4 separate regions of the Mus musculus genome follow, and regions 1, 2 and 4 are each linked to region 3. Evidence: chromatin contacts called from public Hi-C and promoter capture Hi-C data. All regions are on one chromosome and are shown on one strand. The core of a region is the stretch at or near the end of the contact, and the rest is flanking DNA. Distances in the headings are between cores, read along the strand shown.

Evidence for each region. A called contact is a pair of places that touch in the nucleus more often than the background predicts. Capture Hi-C pulls out chosen DNA fragments and counts their contacts.
Region 1: a Hi-C map of embryonic fibroblasts shows a contact between it and region 3, with 5 times the contacts expected there. The contact joins two enhancer-like sites. A contact is called at or near these places in 1 of 39 promoter capture datasets (hippocampal neurons), 22 of 484 Hi-C or Micro-C datasets (the AML12 cell line, DN3 thymocytes, the HL-1 cell line and 15 more), 8 of 115 datasets of contacts at active chromatin or transcription factors (bone marrow-derived macrophages, embryonic stem cells, fibro-adipogenic progenitors and 5 more) and 1 of 9 other capture datasets (embryonic stem cells).
Region 2: a promoter capture Hi-C map of pancreatic islet shows a contact between it and region 3. The contact joins two enhancer-like sites. A contact is called at or near these places in 1 of 39 promoter capture datasets (the 3T3-L1 cell line), 1 of 115 datasets of contacts at active chromatin or transcription factors (heart atrium) and 2 of 9 other capture datasets (adipose tissue and pancreatic islet).
Region 4: a contact with region 3 is called in a promoter capture Hi-C map of pancreatic islet. The contact joins two enhancer-like sites. A contact is called at or near these places in 7 of 484 Hi-C or Micro-C datasets (Th1 cells, cerebral cortex, embryonic stem cells and 4 more) and 2 of 9 other capture datasets (adipose tissue and pancreatic islet).

What each region holds. Positions count from the first base shown.
Region 1 is chr6:146,977,706-146,981,348 of GRCm38.p6, reverse strand. It overlaps Ppfibp1 (PTPRF interacting protein, binding protein 1 (liprin beta 1)), which reads right to left. Exons shown (of 31, transcript NM_001355728.1): 4 at 3,100-3,305. Among named protein-coding and RNA genes, the nearest start is that of 1700034J05Rik, 25 kb to the right of the region's middle. Within about 2 kb of position 1,673, at least 63 of the 459 cell types and tissues checked have an H3K27ac peak or open chromatin away from gene starts, as enhancers often do. A contact at or near this core is called in the AML12 cell line, embryonic fibroblasts, heart atrium and 1 more, where this site is marked.
Region 2 is chr6:147,008,639-147,012,092 of GRCm38.p6, reverse strand. It overlaps Ppfibp1 (PTPRF interacting protein, binding protein 1 (liprin beta 1)), which reads right to left. Exons shown (of 31, transcript NM_001355728.1): 15 at 2,006-2,121; 16 at 1,174-1,230. Among named protein-coding and RNA genes, the nearest start is that of Rep15, 22 kb to the left of the region's middle. Within about 2 kb of position 1,537, at least 44 of the 459 cell types and tissues checked have an H3K27ac peak or open chromatin away from gene starts, as enhancers often do. A contact at or near this core is called in pancreatic islet, where this site is marked.
Region 3 is chr6:146,906,815-146,910,523 of GRCm38.p6, reverse strand. All of the region lies in intron 1 of Ppfibp1 (PTPRF interacting protein, binding protein 1 (liprin beta 1)), which reads right to left. Among named protein-coding and RNA genes, the nearest start is that of Ppfibp1, 20 kb to the right of the region's middle. Within about 2 kb of position 1,508, at least 91 of the 459 cell types and tissues checked have an H3K27ac peak or open chromatin away from gene starts, as enhancers often do. A contact at or near this core is called in the AML12 cell line, embryonic fibroblasts, heart atrium and 2 more, where this site is marked.
Region 4 is chr6:146,820,347-146,823,657 of GRCm38.p6, reverse strand. Arntl2 (aryl hydrocarbon receptor nuclear translocator-like 2) reads right to left here. Exons shown (of 15, transcript NM_172309.2): 7 at 2,990-3,130; 8 at 1,508-1,748; 9 at 963-1,069; 10 at 414-564. Among named protein-coding and RNA genes, the nearest start is that of Arntl2, 16 kb to the right of the region's middle. Within about 2 kb of position 1,522, at least 8 of the 459 cell types and tissues checked have an H3K27ac peak or open chromatin away from gene starts, as enhancers often do. A contact at or near this core is called in pancreatic islet, where this site is marked.

The DNA.
Region 1 (3,643 bases), core at 424-2,923, 71 kb before region 3:
TTCCCAAAGGATGCAGGTTACTTCTTTACTAATTGCAGCACCTCCTTAATTATTCCATGTAATTGGCAGCTGGACAGCTGCCTGTAATGCCAGTTCTCAGGAGGTGGAATAAGAATTTGAGGCCTGCCTAGGATACCCAGAGAGACCAGGTAGCAAAGAAACAAACAAAGGTAGCTGGAAAAAAGAAAACATGGCTAATAACATATCCCAGTGAAGGGACACTGTGTAAGCATGGATTTGTCTTAACAGAATTTCTATAAATGTATGCTTCTAAAAAATGAAGACATTTATGATTCAGCAGGTAGCCTCCTGTGATTGGGGAAAATCTACCCAGTATGTCACCTGCTCAGTTATGGAGGCAGAAGAGAATTCCACTGTAATATTGACAAGGTAGAGTATGTTACACAGGAATCACTAATGGAGGACTGTGTGTCTATCAAGCATAGCTTTAAGTTGGCAAAAAAAAAAAAAATATGTCTGAGCCAAACACATAGCTTCTGTTTATGTCTAATATCTTAGGGCTTCCATTGCTATGAAGAGACACCATGATCAAGAACTCTTATACAGGACAACATTTAATTGGGGCTGGCTTACTACAGGTTGTGAGGTTCAGTCCATTAGCATCAAGGCAGATCCATAGCAGTGTCCAGACAGGCGTGGCACTGGAGGAGCTAAGAGTTCAACATCTTCATCCAAAAGGTGAAGATCAGAAGACTGGCTCCCACGTGGCTAGGAGGAGGGTCTCAAATCCCACCCTCACAGTGACACCCTTCCTCCAACAAGGCTACACCTCCTAATACTGCCACTCCCTGGGGCAAGCATATTCAAACCACCATATCTAAGTTGCCCTGGAATATTCTCACAATGCTTTTTCTAATCCAAGAACCTGAGGATCGGGCCCTGGAGCTGCAGCAGCAGAGGTCAAGAGACAGACTGACAGGAGGGTCATCTCACAATCAGTAGAGGTTACAAAAATGCCATCTTCAATGAAATGAGTGATGCTAAGTTCAATGTCTGCAAATCAAGGCTTCTAAGCTGTGAGGCAGAGTGTAGAAACGAGGCATTAGTAGCCAACTTCTGACCTGCTAAATAATCATCACACCAGCCAGTCTTTATTGCTTACATGGAAAACATTCCAATCCCAAGTGCACGTGTTTCTGAAGTGCAAAAATGTGAGTGTGCATACTTTAGGGCCAACATGTGGGCTGTGCTCTCTCTGGGCCTCTGGCTTGTCTCAGAATCAGACTTAGAGCTGCTCAGCTAGAGTGTGCTCCAGCCTCCTGCAGTGATTCTCTGCTGCTCTCCACAAGGCCCCTCTTTTCATGCGGCTCTCAGGAATGCTTTTCAGACCTTTGAAAACAAGGTGCCTATGTCTTCTCAGTGATCTTAGTCACCTGTGTCACACAGCAGCACACTGAGACACCCCAGCTGACATTAAAGCAAGTGTCCTGAACTTCTGGGAAAACCTCAGAGCAGTGTCCACCATCATATTACCAAGTCTGCAGAGTTCTCAGGTGGGGGCAGCCGGCGCAGAGTGGCCATGACAGCAGCGTGCCTTCACTGCCCTCAGCAAGTGCTGTTTGTTAAGACTGAACTCAAGTCTTAACAATACAACTGCAGACTCCCCTCTCCCCCTCAGCCCTCAGAAACAAACACTCAACCAAAAGGCACAAGTCAATTATCTACAGGTCCTCTTGAGCCAAGTAATAAATTCCTTTCTCACTGTGTGCTGAATGTCAGAGTAAAGACACAGGAAGTAGGAACAGGCTGAGGAATGTGCCAGGGGACAGTGAGTTTCACAGCACCAAGTTACTCCCAAAGAAACTAGCAAACCTGGACTCTTAAATCCCTGGAGGACCCTCCCAGGGCAAGTGTCAAGTCTCAGGAGCAGGCATCACCTGTTTCTAAAAGTGAAACATCTCTAACTCTCCTAACCCCTTGCAGTTAGCTGCAATGCCACTGAAAGATGCTGACTGGTACCAACTGGATGGAACCAGGAACACCAGGCTCAGATCTGGACTGGCTGGGGCTCCAGAATTTGTGCAACACCCCAGGAAATGCTTTGGCACAGGGTGGGTATCCAGGCCCTCAGAGCAGGCAGCCAGCTATCATTCCTCCAGTCTGCCAGACAGACCTTAATCCTGCAATAGGTTTTATGTAAACACAACCAAGTCCTAAGCATCTTATGGTTACGTCACCCTCCTATCTTCTCATCTGCTTTTGTGATGTTCTTTAGACTTCGCGTTCAACACATACCAGATGTGATATTTACAGTGGAGAAGGATGTCTAGAAACTGTAAGAGCTAACAGAAGTGGAAGCGACATGGCTGCCACACACCACTAGATGGCACTTCTCCTCAATCACAGCTACAAAGTTTTACTGCTTTCTGAAGCATCCACCCACTATACTTCCCGTTTAGAATACCTATTAAGTCCTTCAGAGGTGGCCCCACCCCACTGTTACTGTTACATACAAGGCTCTCTTCCTCACAGGAGCATACCTGGTCATTTATACAACCTAGAAGCCAGTCCATTTATAGAGGTAGAATTGAGCAACTCATTGGCACGGATACAATACAGTGCCTTTCCAAAGCTATCCTTAGGAGAGATGGGGAGGTTAGGGACTACACTGTCTGTTCTTTCAGAGCATGGCTCAATTCCCAGCACTGACATGGTGGCTCACAATTCTCTGTTGTGAGACAGGCAGGCAGACAGACAGACAGACACACACACACACACACACACACAAACCTGATACCTTCACTGTATATGCTTGGTACACAGACATATGGGTAGGCAAAATATCCATTCATATAAAGAAAAATTCTAAGTTTTCTTTACAGCAGAGAGGAACTGGGGTCTCATGTTCTGCCTTGTAAGTTTTTTTCTCTTCTGCTGATCTGCTAATCTATGCTCTCAGTTTTATAGTAAACAACAGAAGATTGACAACAAAAAGAAAGAACATGAAGAAGATTGACAGCACAGAGAAGGATCATGCAAAGATTCACACACAGAGAAGGCACATGCAGAAGACTGACAGCACAGAGAAGGATCACACAGGAGATTGACAGCACAGAGAAGGAGCATACAGAAGCCTACCATTTGATTTTGAAGCCACTCAATAAGCACTTCTGCTGTTGAATCTGGGATCTGGCATCTCAATCCTTCCTTCTCATCCGTTTCCATCATCTCCAACAATCCACGCAGGTCTTCCACAAGGTGCAGAGCGCGCAAGCTTCCCATAAATGGGGAGGTGGGAGATTGGCAATCAAAAATCCCATTGGAATACTCCAAGGCTTTAGAACCTGGTTTCCAAAGAAAGTCAGAGAGCAATAGGATTTATGTTAGGAAAAACACCACACCTGAAAAAGATAAATCAGCCTAGCCACTAGCAATGATCACAAAAAACAGGGAAAAGACAGACCAAATAATCCAATAATGTAGATCTATCTCTCTAAATCTTACATAGATGAAAATAAAAAGTGTCATTGACAGTAAATATGAATGGTTTGATGCTTAATGAAAAGGCCAGCTGTGGGGGACAGATGGAAAAGGAGCATGGTAGGCTCAAAAGTGACCAGAACTAGTGGAACGACTAGTCAGGTGGGGCCATGCCTCCCAGAAAACATGAAATTTTAGAGAG
Region 2 (3,454 bases), core at 288-2,787, 100 kb before region 3:
TTAAGAATGAAAATGTTCTCTTCTTTCAAAGAGGAATAACTGTTTTGAGTCTGGCAAAGCAATTCAGTCAATAGTTCTGATCAAAGCATAATAAGCCAGGTTTTGTGGGCATGCCTGAAATTTCAGTACATAAGAGGCAGAAGGGCGTTTGAGATCAGCATGAGCTATCAGGACAAAGCCTGTCTCCAAAAGTGAAAAAGAAAGAAGGAAAGGACAAAAATAAAGAGAGAAGAGGGGAGGGAGACGGAGGAGGGAGAGGGACAAACAAGAGAGGAAGGGGGAGGAGGGAGAAGAGGAGAAGGAAGGGGAGGAAGTGAAAAAGGGCACTAGAGGAATCCGTGTTATTGCCCAAGGTAACTCATTTGCTACCCTAGGAAGACAGGAGGAGCCTGTAAATCACAGAAACTTTCTCTTTCTCATAAGTAGTGTTCAGTTATACACAGCTGGAGATGGCCCGACTCAAAAACTAAATGCACAAACACGGGGCCAGTTTCACAACCTGAGACACTGGGGTGTACCTCAGTGCCAGTGTGCTCGGCATGTGAGTTACCAGAGGCCTGATCCCCAGCAATGCAGGATAAAAAAGGAAGGCACAGCAGAGAAAGAGACGATAGAAGGAATCTACTCCAAAAGAGCTAGAGCAACAAAACCTTTAAAGGCATTTCTCCCCCTTACGTAAGTTGTCAGTCATATTGACTGCCAAAACCATAAAAGATAACAGAGAAACAGAAACAACTCATGCGAACTCTGTCTGAAAATAGGCTTTCCTGGTTGTTTGGGGCTTTCCTAATCTAATCCAGACTCTGACTTGGGTAAACATTCACATTAGGCCAGTTTATTAAAATGTAAGTGCAGAAAGCAGCTCTGCCAGCTTCGAGTTCTCTGGGATTCTTTCCTGTTGGAATAAAACATAACAAATCAGCACAAAATGAATTAAAAGTGCTGAACTCCCAATGAGAACTGGTGACGGTGTCTAAAGATTTACAACCGTCAGGCTTGAGACAGCAGGGTGGAGAGCTTCTGTGACATCAGCCTCCAGCCCCTCCTGTCATGACCTGCGCACTTGAGTTCTCATGACCCAGTTGGTCACTGTGTAATGGTTACATGAACACAAAAGATCCCCGGTTTTCTGAAGCCTCGATCACACTTCATACTCAAGGATATACAACTTACGAAACACCATCACTCAGGGAGACTTCAGCGGCAGCGCCCAGGATTGCTCTTCCGTCACTAAAATATATTTTTAAAAAAGCATTTGTTAACGGCATGAATTGAAAACCGCACAGACACACCTAGCTTTGCAATGGTGAAGTCCCAAAGAACCCATAGGAAGCTCAAATCACTGTTAAATCAAAGTGACTTTTGCTTAATCAACCAAAAACAGTTGGTCTGCCCTTCCTTGTTCATATTTACAGTACCGCACTAGCCTACAGCTGGGCAAAAAAAAAAAAAATCTCTCCCACAGAGTCTACGTTAAAGGGTGTGCTGGCCACCTCATACCTGTCAAAACAGTGCAGAAGTGAAACTACGGCAACATTGTAGAGTTAAAAAAAAAAAAAATCGCAAGGCAAGCTGTCCTAGCTGGGGCCTGTCTGTACATGTTCTAAGTGAACGGAAATGTTAAAAAAAAATATTGCAAAGAAGAATCTAAGTTTAAATATTTTCTTAAGTCTATTTCAAGGTTAGGCAATTCACTTGAGAATTTTCTGGCAAAGTATCGATTTGCCTATGGAGAGACAGCCGTGTTTCTGTTTGTTGACTTCACTCTTCAGCCTGCTTCGCTGACTATTCACAGGCATCTATGGCCTAGAAAGTAATACCCAAGCCCTTAAAGGCTGCTCTGACCTCATCCCTCACTTCCAGGCTCCACTGTCACCCCGTTGTTTCATCATTGCAAAACAGACGGTGAAACCTGTGTCTGCAAGTAAGTGTGACGTGCCCTTATCTGTGGTTGCTCTATTTCTCTGAGCATCTATACCACAATGCTAGTCCATAAATGGCATACCCCTCTTCAAATGAAGTCTCGGGCTTGGTAGGCAACTTGGGTTTTTCACAAGTGTCTACATCCACAGATGGCGGCAATAGTGAAGGGATTGAAGCTTGCAAGACGCTGGTGTGAAACTGTAAAAAGATGTAAGTGAAAAGAAAACCAATCAAAACACATGCCGCAGAGCAACAAAGCATCACAGAATTGGTCTACAAAATACACCAGTGCTTGGAACTCTATTTACAAACATCTAGACAAGGTGTTGATGAGAGCAAGCACTGTGGAGAAAGGATTAAATTTGGTCCTAAGACAGCAAATATCCTGAATAACAAAGTAAAATACCTAAACTAAAAAAAGTACCATGTCCCGATCACGGGGCAAGCCCACGGAGTGCCAGTGCCAAGGTACTGACTCCTCAGGGTCGACATATATTGTAAACAAAGTACCATTTCCATTTTTATTTCTACTACACGTCTAACACATAACATGCATCATGTTGGTTAATTGTTCTTTTCATGCGTGAACAAGTTGACTATGTTCAACTATCCTATCTGGTGAATAATGCATTAAAATCAGTGAGAACAGACTCTACAGAAACAATGAAATATGGATATAATTTTCTCAAATACCTCTGGGGCCTAGGGCTGGAGTCTGAAGGATTTTTTTGGGGGGGGGTGGGTTTTTTTTCAAGACAGGGTTTCTCTGTGTAGCCTTGACTATCCTGGAACTCACCTTGTAGACCAGGCTAGCCTCAAACTCAGAAATCCACCTGCCTCTGCCTCCCAAGTGCTGGGATTAAAGGCGTGCACCACCACGGCCCGGCCTGAAGGATTTTTAACACTAGGGTTTTCTGGTAATGTATGAGAACTAGAGAACAGAGTAGGATCGGCACCAAGAACTCACAAAGGAAACACCTGTGTGAACTCCAAGTCAGGTAACCAGTGGGCTCCTCGTTTAATTATTTGTAGTGCTGACCTACCACATAGTCCAGTGCTGAGCTATGTTCCAAGCCACAGTTCTCTCTGTCCCCTCTCTCTAATTTTTATTAATAATTTTTAAATTAAAATTTATATTTCCCCCTTCACTTTCCTGCCCTCCATGTATTTCCCTTTGCTAACTGCTCTCTTTCTCTCTCCTTCCCTCCTTCCTTTTCCCCCTTCCTCCCTCCCTCCCTCCCTCCCACATTCATGACCTCTTTTTTAACTCTCTTTCTGATCAGTCTCCTATGTAGTCCAGGCTGGCCATGAGCTCAGCCTCCTATGAGATTACAGGTGTGCCTAGCTCTCTTGCACTGGCCTGGTGCAGTGTTAAAGAGATTACCCTATTTTTAAAATGGGGCTCTTTCTATATACCCCGTTTGGTTTTGATTGAAATCTTTGCAATTGATGCTGGGTAATCTCTTTAGCACTCACCCATATTTCTTGAAGTTCAACTGTTTCCCTAGACTCCTAACCGTGGGGAAAATAC
Region 3 (3,709 bases), core at 259-2,758:
TTCACAGATTCAACCACTACACCTCTTAGTGTGTAAAAATAAAAACCATGAGTGTTTATTTGTTACAATCAGCTAACTCTTTCAGACTAACCTATTTTCCTGAGGTCCAGGCACCTAAGTCGGCCTGGCTGACAGCTTGCCCTTAACCATTACACCCTACCTCCTAGAGACATTATGCAATATCAGCTTAAAGAAGGCAGCTCTCTCCCACACTTTGAGGTCCCACCCTCAAACAGCCAAGAGCATTCTCCCCAGAGAGTGTGTCAAACCTTCCGACTGCAGGAGAATGAGGCCAAGGTGGGGTAAGAGGGTGGTGTGGTGTTGTGTGGAGTGAGTGAGAGTTTCCAGTGGTTTCCAAGCCCAACTGGCCCTGCCTCGTTCCTGAGGTGCAGCCAGTCCCATGGAGAAGGTTTTTCCTTTGGCCTTTTCCCCTTCTTGTCCTGATTGACTTCTCAGGTGTGAAGGCAACACTGAAAATTCCTTCTGGTCTAGCTCTTCTTGATAGACTTTTTTAAAAATTCTGGGTTTTCAGAAGTTTTTCTCCCAACACCAGTCATCTCTCTCTGCACAGCACCATGATTCATGCCAGGAATCTCTTCTTTCATCCTCTGCAGACATGAGTCACAATGAAAAGGCACAGCTGGAGATTCCTCATCTGAGCTGGACAAGAGGTCGTGGTCTACCTCAGGCAGGCGGGTAGGCACATGTGTACAGGCATGTTCAAAAGACCAAATAAGACTCCAAAGGCTCTAGGGCTCACACAAAAGAATCCAAGTCTTCTTGAACAGCACACATACCCATCAGAGAGGGATCTTCTGTCTTTCTACCACCAAGCAATCATAGTGCTCAAATTTTCCTTTTCATCTGAGGAAAACTTGAACTTCTAATTCTTTATTTGTCTCTTATTTTTAGCAAACACAGTAAAACGGTGGCAGATCAGCCATTTCATATCCCAACAATCCAACTGCCAACATCCCTTTAAGAGGTTTAAAAATGGGTATTTTTTTTTTGTACAAAACCTGTCACTATGGCAACTTGAATCTGCTCAGTTTCTGAATAGAGAACAGTGAACTATTTATTTATCTTTCCACTACAAACATCATGGAAACAGGTTGGTAACATTTTCCTCCACCTGGCACTACAGAGCTCCAGCCTCATTGTGTCAAAGAAAAGGTGACAAAGCTGTCCAGAGATTGAGGGAGGCTTTCTCAGAAGCCAGTATGTATACACACACACTCACACACACATACACATCAACACACCAGCACACAATAACATACTACCACTTTGGCCGTGTGCCAAGGACAAATCACCAAGATTCCCCATCTCTAGACCTACAGGACACCTAACCTATTGATACATTAGATGAACAGAACCTATAACCCCTTCACTTCCCAGAAGACAGAAAAGCATATGTGTGTTCACTTCTGCAGATAGACTCACTCTGGGCTCAGGAAAGAGCTTGGGCATGATTATCTATGTATGACTTTGGCTTTGTTCACTCACACCACAAACCATGACTGACAGTTTCAGAAATTTGCTGAACACAACGGGTTTTGGGAAATGCCAGGAACTGACTGACTCCTTTTTAACCACAGCAGACTAACTTTATCTTCTGGCAAGAGAACTCTGTTCTAGTTTGAATCTGGAATGTCCCTCCCAAGTTCGTGCTTTTAAGACTTGGTCCCCTGCTGGTCTGTGTTTAGGGGACACTGTAGAACTCTGGGAATGTAGCCCACTAGGAGGAAGGCTTAGAAGGCTGCATCTGACTCCACCTAGCTCTTTTCTTCCTGGTCTAGCCACTATGTGAGGAACTTGACCACACTTGCACCACGAAGCCCCTGTGCATGAAGGACTGAGCCCTCTGAAACTGTAATCCACAGCAACCTCTTCTCCCTTAAATTGTTTCTGTCAGGGTTTGTCACAGTGACAAAAGAAACAACCAAAACAAACTCATAAATCCCAAACCTTAGCCATGACTAAAATATCCTAGCATGGATTTAGAATATCAATAGGAGATACAATCCCTTCCATTTGTCCTCCAACCTCCAATGCACCTGGATGGATGGATGGATGGATGGATGGATGGATGGATGGATGGATGGATAGAAGATAGATAGATAGATAGATAGATAGATAGATAGATAGATAGATAGATAGATAGAAGCTTTTTACAAAAATCCATTAACCCTGGAAATGTTTGGCCACAAAGTTCTGGGTTGATATTTTGTGTGCCTTGCCTGCTTGTTCGCCTTTTGTGATGATGACCCACCAGCTCTGTAAGTGCAACACAGGTTGTTTCAGAAACTATTGTACTTATATATTTAGAGAATTAATATTCTGATCATGCAGCAATTCACACTTGGGGAAAATTATTCAATTTGGAATCAGCCATTTCAGAAATCCAGAAGCTAGGCCCCACTACACCACAATCAGGCATATGTATCACCAAGCATCATGTGAACTTCCAAGAAGCCACAGGCCTGCTGTTTAATAATTAACAAGGAGGTTATGATCCCCCCCTTCATTTGGCTACAGGGTCCAAATTTCCCAACCTGGCAGATAAAGTGTCTTGCCACATCTACACTTGTGTTTGATTCCTAACAGACACACAGCGTAACTCCACTTGACACCCACTTTGGAGCTTCTAGGCAATCTAAGTCTGGAGAATTATTTTAAATTGTGCTGAGGACACTACAAGCTCCCTCAAAAGTCTCATGAAGGCTGAAATTTTAAAAACACTTGTTAGGTGGCCATTCAATTAAAAACTACAAATAATTAGCAGTCAGCTCTGACCACTTTCTGAACACCAACCGAAGCTAGTAAACAACCACAGGAGTTAAGTGATGTACAGGAGTACAGCAAGGTCACAAGTCAGGACAGTAAGACCTATCTTAACTAATAATATGCACATCACAACATCACATGGCGCTATGAACTGACACTCGTACAAAGGGTGCCCAAACTGGCACTGTCAACCCCACCCTCACACCCCAGTAGACTCACCCTGCTAAGCTACCTGTCAAGAACTTCTCTATCTTAAGTATACACTGAACTTGGAACAGCATTCCAAATCTTTACTAACAAGAACAAAGGTTTGGGGTTGATACTGATGACATGGTAGTAATTTTTGTAATCCCCCAAGAGACCAGACAGGGGAGGGGCTGCAGCAGGACTTGGGAGCTCCTATACTGCTTTGCACGGTAAGCTGCATCTTCTTTCAGAAAACCCTAAGAGGCTGGCTGGGATCCATACAGGCTAAGGGTATGAGACAAAAGGAAACTTGTCACAGCACCAGGAGTCAGAGGGAAAGCAATGACTACTTCCTATTACTGCAAGATTGGGGTGGTCAGGTTGTTTAAAGGGAAGAAAATATACTTCAAATGAAAACTTAGCCTAACCGTACAATTCTGTCTAATGTTTGTCAGCATTTTTACATCTGATCTCATTTTTTAGCCTGAAAGCCCTCCTATGAAAGCTGGCCTGGAATTATCATACTCAGTCTACAACTGGCAGCATGGCTTGTCCAAGACCACAAAGCTTATCAACATTGGGGTCAGACTGCCAGAATCTTGGTGTGGGAGTTTTCCTTATAGTAATAATTATCATCGTCATCATTCTTGAGATTGTAATTACATCATTTCACCTTCCCTTTCCTCCCTCCAAAGACTCAGAGTTTTTAATCTGTCCAGTTCCAATTTGTCTAAGT
Region 4 (3,311 bases), core at 273-2,772, 87 kb after region 3:
CAGCCTTCAGATGAAAATGTAGAACTCTCAGCTCCTCCTGCACCATGCCTGCCTGGATGCTGCTGTGTTCCTGCCTCAATGATAACGGACTGAATCTCAGAACCTGTAAGCCAGACACAATTAAATATTGCCCTTATAAGAGTTGCCTTGGGCTGGGCGGTGGTAGTGCACGCCTTTAATCCCAGCACTTGGGAGGCAGAGACAGGAGGATTTCTGAGTTTGAGGCCAGCCTGGTCTACAGAATGAGTTCCAGGACAGCCAAGGCTATACAGAGAAACCCTGTCTAGAGAGAGAGAGAGAGAGAGAGAGAGAGAGAGAGAGAGAGAGAGAGAGGGAGAGAGAGAGAGAGAGAGAAGCAGTGATACTCATTTGAAATTAGATCAAAGGTCTTAAGAGCACAGAAAACTACTCACAAAACCAATGTGTTGACAGACACAATGTACTCCAGCTCTTTGGTCCAAGGGTTTGTGAAGCTGAACCACTCACTCTTCAGAGTCACGAAGGCACCATCCTTCACTCTGAATTTGTATGAGTCTGTAAGTATTTTCTCCTTACTCTGCAGAACTTCACAGGAAAGCCGCAGTCAGCGGAATAGCCTGTACAACCAAAGCCTTCACGCTGGGAGTGGTGGCTCATGCCTGTAACTCCACCCCCAGAGGATGGAAAGGGTGTATGCGGGTTCCGGGCCAGCCAGGGGGCTGTGCCGAAACCCAGACACCACCAAAGCCAGACCAGGGCCTTGAGAATTAATTTTGGATTTCATAAGGAATTCGGAGTTGATGGTATAATCATTTCTTTCTTTATTTAGACAGGAGTTTGCTATGTAGCCCAAGTTAGCCTGGAACTCCCAATCCTCTAAGCCACCTCCCAGATACTGAGATTTTTTTTAGTGTGATCCATCACACCTGGCTGACGTCATTTTTAAATTACCCGCAAAGCACCTCATTCAATGGATTACCTACCTGCTTTGTGCTTGTCAGTCAAACTACTGTGGTCATCCTGATGAAAATATTCATAACATGAAGTTCCCAAAAGTTCCTGAGGCAGGTATCCTAAAATTGCCGTTGCCCTGGTTTTTGAAACAGAAAAACATCATGGCAGTTGCTGACGGTGATGCCTCCCAGAACACTGCAGGTCCAGCACAGGTCGGGTTGCAGGAAAGCCGTCTGGAGAAAGAGCTAGCCTTGGTCCTCCCCATCCACAGCTAGACTGCAAACAGGACCCCAGGTGAGGCCCCATGACGTCCTGCTGATGCCTGTACAGGGTACCACCAGTACCACCAACACTGCGGCCATGGAGCAGGGCAGACTCAACACCACTGCTAGGAAACACTTTCCCAAGTTTACCCTCCAGTTCTACCAAAATCACCAACATCACCATCTCCGTATTTCACTTAAAATATACTTCCTCTTCTCAAGCCCTCGTTAGGAGAAAACTGCAGCGGAGCTTTGACGCTGTGCTTCAGCTGCCCCAGTGGCCTCTGGGTAGCCAAACATGGAGTGTTTACCTTTGGTCAACATAGACGAATTTCCCGTTCATTGCGAAGCGAGTTATGAACTCAGCCGGTCTCACGTTGATCTTGCCACTCTTTTGAGGGACAATGTATGGATGCAACCGTCCCATAGCCACAAGGCAGGTAAGAGGACCGCTGTCCTTCCCACCACCCGACTCTTTCTCCATGCCAACAACATTCAGAGGCCAGCTTCTCAAGTATCCAGTGCAATGGACGGTGTGGAATTTTCTATGGTCTAATGAAAAATCATAGCAATACACTTAGGTCACTATAGATGCTGATATTTCTCCTCCCTCTTCTTCCTCCCTCCTCTTCCTCTCTCTTCCTCCTCCCCTTGTCCTTCCTCTTTCCTTTCTTCTCCCTCTTTCTCCACTTTTTCCTTTTCTTTTTTTTCTTTTCGAGACAAATGTATTCTGAAGCCCAGGCTAGCCTCTAACCAGCTCCCTATGTATACCAGGCTATCCTCTAATCCCTGATACTATTACCTCAGCCTCCTAAGTGATTGCAGGCCTATAACACTATGTCTGACTATAATGAAGAAACTTGCAAATCTCTTACTGTTGGTTATGATGATGATTAATAGACACATATGGCCATACATACTACATCCCCGCCCTACTGGACTACATAGTAAGACTCTGTCTCAAAAAGAAGCAAGCAGGAGTTTGGAGTGGTGGTTCAGTAGTTAGGAGTGCCTGTGCTCTGTCAGAGGAACTCGGTTCAGTTCTCAGCACGTGCATCAGGCAGCCCACAGCTGACCTTAGTTTCAGCTCCAGGGAATCTGATGGCCTCAATTGGCACTGGACTCACTTGTGTGGGCATACACACGCATACACACACACACACACACACACACACACACACACACACTTAAAAAGCAAGATAAAAAATTATTTTAGGGTTGGGCATAGTAGCATGCACCTTTAACTCCAACACTCAGGAGGCAGAGGTAGATGGATCTGTGTGCATTTGAGGCTAGCCTGGTATACACAGTGAGTTCCTGGGTAAAGCTACAAAGTGAGACCCTATCTCAAAACAAAAACAAAACACAAAATAAAAAGACAAACAAACAAGCAAAAAGTTTTTTAAAAAGAGATTGAACTTTGTTGTTGTTTGAGTTTTTATTTTACTATTTTATCTTTGAGATAGGGTATTGCTACATAGCCCTGCTGGGCTTGAATTCACAGAAATCTTTCCCGCCTCTGTTACTTGAGTGTTAACTACGCTTTAAGGCCTACATCACGTCTCCCAAATCTAACTTAAAGTTCTCTTCGCTACAGATTCAGTAGCACAACAGGATGTGCACCTGGTGGTGAGCCAGTGTAAATAATTTCAGTTTAAAAACAATCTTACTTAGACGCTTTGAATCCTATTTCTTGCCGTGACTATGAAACTTACTTTTTCCTGGATAGAAACTACTTAGGACCTTGCGTTTTGCACCAGGCTCCGAATCACCGGCTCTCCCGGGAGTCTCACCTTTCTTCTTTGAGCAGGACGAGCATGGCTGCTCTTCTTTGACAGGGACGGTACAGCTCTTCATTCTAAAGAAGAAAGATCGTCTGGAGCCAGAATGCATGCGTGGTCGCCCAGTGTAGGGGTGACTGTAAACCTGAGAGGCTTTCACAGCAGCAGGAATGAGAACAGAATAATCACAGACGTGCTAACAATCCTCCCCGTCCCTTTCTCTCTTCTCTTAAAAAAGAGATTCATCTTTGCACATGCTCATGCGCGCGCCTGCTTGTGCGCATGCTCAAGCGTCGCGGTTACGCCTGGCCCGATGTGGGTTCTGAGAACCAGC